2 separate regions of the Mus musculus genome follow, and region 2 is linked to region 1. A link is a contact called in public Hi-C data. All regions are on one chromosome and are shown on one strand. The core of a region is the stretch at or near the end of the contact, and the rest is flanking DNA. Distances in the headings are between cores, read along the strand shown. Region 1 holds the start of Fxyd5 (FXYD domain-containing ion transport regulator 5). Region 2 holds the start of Numbl (numb-like).

Region 1 (2,700 bases), core at 189-2,688:
TCTCTCCATCCACAAAATGGGCATGGCGAGGCACAGAACAGAACTAACTGCCCACCCACCTGGGCACTTTTACAAGTACTTTCCAGGCCAGAGTGAGGGTCTCTGAGCCCCAGCTTGGACCCCTTTGCCCAACTGTATTCTCAGAAAACCCATCAGTTCTGCTTTGCCTGGAGCCTGGGGTTTCCTGGCGGCCGAGTAGAAAACTGACACCAATCTCCCAGCCAAGTCAAACTCAGCAAGTTCTTCTCAGAGGTGAAAGGGAGGATGCTCAGCAGGACAGGCTCCAGTCAGACCCTCTGGATCACCCGAGCTCAAAAGTGTCCAAAGAGGGTGCTACCCAGAGCCTGCCTCGCCAATCCCACTTCCTGGTGCTCGCTCACTCGGTGGGGGTTGGCGAGGGAGTAGAGTGAGAAGATGGTACCCAGTATTTGAGCTTTGCAATCACCCATCTAGCTGCCTCCTGGAGCTGGATTGGGGCGAGGGGTGGTGGTGGTGGTGTCTTACCTCTGCTGGGCAGAATCAGGGCGACAATAGTGAGGAGACACAGGCGACTGGACAGTGACATCTGTGGGACAAGCTGAGGCAAAGGTAAGGCATAGCCCCTCCGCACCCTCCCACCCCCTCGCAGCCTCTTTGGAGCAGGCGTCTGGTCTCAAGGACCCTCTGGTATCTGCCTTTGGGGAGAGATTTTTTTTTCCGTCTCAGGCCACCATCCCCTTCTTCCAGGAGCTGATCCCCAAAGAAAGCCAGAAGCATCAGGCGAGCCTGGCTTCCTGACACCCCTGAGGCAAAGATGCCGCTCCCTCCTCCTAAAGCTGGAACTGATCCTCCCGACCCATGGTTCCTGAGTGGAGGAAGCCAGTGGCCCGCTGTGTCTGCTCCCTCGAGGGCAGGAGCCCAGAGCAGCGGGGCCAGGAGGGGAACAGGAAGGGTGACTAACGCAGGGCTGCTCTCAAAGGAAAAAGTGAGCTGGTGTCCGGCTGCCCTGCAGGCACCACCGCGCCCAGCACCCGTGATGGGCAGATCATAGAGGGACCTGTCTGCCCGCAATGGAGGCGCTCTAGGGAGACTGAGGCAGAAAAGGTGCCCACAGAGTGAATACGAGGCAGAGAGGCATCGAGATCCTTCTCTTCTCCTCCCAAGCAGCTTCCCACCTGCGTGTGTGGCCCAGAGCAATAGAGCAAAAGAGGGACTTACATCTGAGCCGGAGATCTCCAGACTGAAGTGTCAGAGTACCGCGTGGGAGCTGCCTCAGGGTGGAGGGTGTGGCCACGGGCGGGCGCGGACGCAGGCAGGCGGGGACCAGAGCGTCCCAGTCATTTCCTCTCTCGTTTCCAGGCCCCACAGGCAGGGGTGGGAGCTGGGGAGGAGGAGGATGGTGGGGGACTGAAGGCGGTGGCCTCCACTCGAGGATCTGAGGGACGCAGATGGGGGCAAGGTGCAGAGAAGGGAAGACCCTTGGGTGAGGTGTGGAAGGAAGGATGTAATGAGAGGGAGGAGACCCTGGAGGGAGGAGGAGGAGGAAGAGAAGGAGGGGGGAGTGGGGAGGGGGGAAAAGGACAATCAACTCAGCCTCCCACCCAGTCCTCTGGTGCCCACAGACGACAATACACAGACAGAACGGGGGGAAAAAACGAATGCACATTTATTAAGCTCAAGATGTGGACCCTGAGGGGAAGCTGGGAAGGTCCTGGAGAAGGAGACCAGGAGATGCAGGAGGGAGGGACACTAGGATCCCAGGGGACTGGGGATGGACTCCTGGATCCCAGGAGCTGGAGGCCTGAGTCTCTGGGTCTAGGGTACAAATAGGATCGTTGTTGCCAAGGCCTGGGGAGGGAGAGCGGGGTGCATTGGCTCCGGCCTTGGGGTGGGTCTGGCGGCTGATTGGGGGCACACTCCCTGGCGCCAGGCTGGGTCCCCACCGCCTTCTCTGGGTCCTCTGGTTCCTGCACTCTGGCCAGGGACAGCAGTGGAAATCTGCAGAGGATCCTACACACCGCCACCTCCAGGGGCTAGGAACAGAAGAGAACTCAAGTTACTGACCTAAGGAGGGAAAGAATCAGAGTCCAAGGATGGCTGCCCTTTAGCTCTTGGGGGATCCTCATGTCTTCCTGACTCCTGATATCTGGTCACTGCAGGGAAATCTTCATAGCTACTGTCTGCCCCATCTCAAGCAATGGAGAAAGGGAATCCAGCTGTGGTGGACACCCAAGGCTGACCTGAGTGTTTTGGGAGGCTTAAAGTCTCCTTGGAAGAGCCCCCACCTCATGCTATACTCCAGGCTTCTTTTCTACATATGCTCCAGACAACCTAGGCATCTAGCAGGTGTCCTCCAGGACAGGCTACCTTTGTTCTTCTGCCCAGCTAAGGCTGGACCAAACACCTCCTTCCATCCTGCTCCAGCACCACAGAGAGATACCCGTGATGTTCTTAAATCTCATTAAGAATATATGAAACATGATGTAGTTTTCTCATGAAGTCTCCCCCATTTATACTTAGTTCTTTAAGCACTACTCGTTGTCATAAGTTTATTTTTTTTCTCCCATTGAGACAGGGTTACTCTGTGTAGCCTTGGCTGTCATGGGACTCTCTGTAGACCTGCCTGCCTCTGTCTCCTACTAGGACTAAAGGCATGCACAGCTCCCACCTGGCTGTCATAAGATTTTAATGGGAAGCCACCTCAATAGTTCACACCTGTAA
Region 2 (2,700 bases), core at 195-2,694, 3.8 Mb before region 1:
GCCGAATACAGGGCCTCATCCCGGTATTGCTTCGGCACCGGCTGCGCCCACCGCCTGAGGAGACCTATGCTCTACACCGCAAGCTAGCTGGGGCTTTCTTAGCCTGTGCCCGTCTCCACGCCCACATCGCCTGCCGGGACCTCTTCCAAGATACCTACCACCGCTACTGGGCCAGTCGCCAGACACTGCCGCTGCCAGCAGCCTCCTGACTAGGGACCTCCCTGCCGACCCCACCATGACAGATTCCATCCAGGGATACCAGCTCCACAGCAGGCAGTCCCCTCCTCCTCTTTCTTGGTCTCCAGAACCTAGTTTCTTGCCTTGGATCTTTGGGCCCCTGGAGTTAGCTCCCTGATCCTAAGTGAGCAACCTTGAATTCTGAGGCTAGGAGCCAGCAGAATCCTGCCACCATCTAAGTGAGCCTTGGGTCCACTCTCATGTGAAGGAGACGCCCCTCGGCCCCAGGTCTTCCAGGATCTGCAGGGGAGATGGTGGCTGTTGGGGGCGGTCCTCACCTTTGCCTCCCTTGCTCCTCTACCAGCTGCCTTCTTCCCGGGTTCCAGCCTGTGTATTGGAGGGTGGGGGTGGGTGCTGATCCTTTCCTCCGAATAAAGGCACCCTTTCCCTGCCCCCAGTTCTTTTCTCTCTGTGCTAAGGGGGAGGAGCTCACAGGCAGCTCCAGGTGCAGATGGCCAGACCCCCCACCCCACCCCCTTGTCTAGGGCCATCTGTTGCAGGGAACCTCCTCCGCCCCCCCCCCCACGTGCTGACCACCTGCTCCAAGGGCTGTGGCAGCTGAGAAGTACCCTTCTATCACATACTCGCCCCCCCCCCCACCCCCCAGCTTCAGGCTCCCTCCTGTTCCTGACAACCTCGCCTTTGCTAATGGGCCCTAATGCCCCTAACAGCTGCTCTGCCAAACCTACAGGACAGGGGTAGGGGTGCAGCTGAGTCCAGAACTAGGACCTGGTCTAACCCAATGCCCACTTCTCGCAAGCCAGAGTGATCTCCCTCCAGGACTCCAGGGTCTGTTTCTTTTCCTTCCCCTCCTCTCCCCTCCCCTCGCCTGCAAAAAGTGCCTCGTCACCGCTTCTGCCCGCCCCCGCCGGGCTGGGAGAACCGTGGGGTTAAGCAAGATTTGAGGACGAGGCGCCTCCCAAAGCAATTCTTCAGAAGCAGAACCATAGGGGATCTGAGGTCAGGGGTTATGGAAGCAAATAGAACCTGCGCCTCAACCTGAGAGGCACTCCTCTAGGGATGCGTGCAGGTTCCCGCAAGGCCAGACCAAGGGGCGGGGCGGGCCGGCCTTTGCTTGGGAGGAGACCCGGTAGTGTTTATGTGGGGGCGTGGTCTGCGGGAGGGCGGGGTTATCTTTTGCATATACAGCAGGCGGCGGGCCAATGGGCGGGGTCGGGGCGGGGCGCCGAGGGAGGGATGCTCCCCCGCCCCCGGAACGGAATCCTCCCGGGAGCCGAGCTGGCTCGCGCGCTTGCATCCCGCACCAGCCGCCGGCCCCGGGCCGGGCCCGCGTCAGACCGAGCCGCCGCCACCACAGCAGCAGCAGCACTCGGGAAGCCGGGCCCAACCGGGGCCGCGGGAGGCGGGGGCGCCCGGGCCCTGGATGTCCCGCAGCGCGGCGGCCAGCGTGAGAAGGGCGGGCTCGGGGGGCTCGGGCCGGGGGCGGCGCCGCTGCTGATGTGGCGAAGGGTGGGAGGCGGCAGCAGCGCCCGGATGGAGAGAAGATGCCAAGGCTGGAAAGGGTGGTCCTGGGTGGGGGTCCGGGAACAGGTTCCTGGCAATCCCAAACCTGCCAGACTGGGGTCTGGTCCAGCACAGGCCATCTCTGCGAAGGCCCTGAAAATAGGGATCCTGGAATACAGATTCCCCCCAAATCATGGACAGGGCTACATAAATTCTAGGTAAAACTCCCTGGGCAAGGTTTGGCGTTCAGGGTCCGGATACGGTCCCCTTTATCAAGCTGAGGCCTTAACTGAGCCGATTCCAGACAAAATCAGTACTCTTCCCTGCTAGAGGGTTTCTTTGAGCACAACAGCCCCCTGGGCGATGTCTTGAAGATGAAGTCCCTGGATAGAGCTGCCAAGGCTAAGGCTCTGGGGGATGGGGGGGCGGTTTCCAAGTACTGTCTACTCCCTGGGGTCCTGGATCCAGCCTGTCCCCCCAAGCCCTTGGGCGGTGTCCCAGGCAAATCCCCTTCTCAGAACAAGGTCTCTGTGTCTGAAACTCCACCCCAGCGTGAATAAAATAAGGAGAATTTCAGGCATTCCCCTACCCCACCTCCACCCCATGCTTAGTCAGGGGTCTCAAGACATTGGTCTCCTAGGCCACCCCTTTTGTCCCTAGGGCTGCTCAGCGTCTAAGAGAGGCCCCACCCGGAGACAATGCTCAGCTTTCCCTTGCCCCCCAGGCTCCAGGATTCAGCCTGGGCTGGGGGCGGCTCCCCAGAGACGGGTGGAAACCTGTCTGTAGCCTCTGTGGTGACCAGCGGCTTTGTGTGGTTGTGTGTGTGTGTGTGTGTGTGTGTGTGTGTGTAAGGGTTGGGGATGTGGCTAGAAGTGTGATCTGGTGTTTGTGTGACTGTAGCTGTGTGTGTGCTTGCATTACAGCTGGCAAGGATGAGGTATCCTGCGTTGTCTGCCTGCATGCTTGTGGTTGGATGTGGTGATGTCTGGTGTGTGTGTG

Evidence for each region. A called contact is a pair of places that touch in the nucleus more often than the background predicts.
Region 2: a contact with region 1 is called in a Hi-C map of B cells, with 6 read pairs. The contact joins the promoter of Numbl here to the promoter of Fxyd5 in region 1. A contact is called at or near these places in 2 of 39 promoter capture datasets (cranial neural crest and frontonasal cranial neural crest) and 1 of 484 Hi-C or Micro-C datasets (B cells).

Annotation. Positions count from the first base shown.
Region 1 is chr7:31,040,893-31,043,592 of GRCm38.p6, forward strand. It overlaps Fxyd5 (FXYD domain-containing ion transport regulator 5), which reads right to left and starts at 1,439. Exons shown (of 9, transcript NM_008761.4): 1 at 1,198-1,439; 2 at 505-565. The coding sequence starts at 565. Fxyd7 (FXYD domain-containing ion transport regulator 7) reads right to left here. Exons shown (of 6, transcript NM_022007.1): 6 at 1,623-2,012. The coding sequence ends at 1,990. All of the region lies in intron 2 of Gm38984 (a long non-coding RNA gene), which reads left to right.
Region 2 is chr7:27,257,317-27,260,016 of GRCm38.p6, forward strand. Numbl (numb-like) reads left to right here and starts at 1,445. Exons shown (of 10, transcript NM_010950.2): 1 at 1,445-1,645. The coding sequence starts at 1,622. Coq8b (coenzyme Q8B) reads left to right here. Exons shown (of 15, transcript NM_133770.2): 15 at 1-633. The coding sequence ends at 209.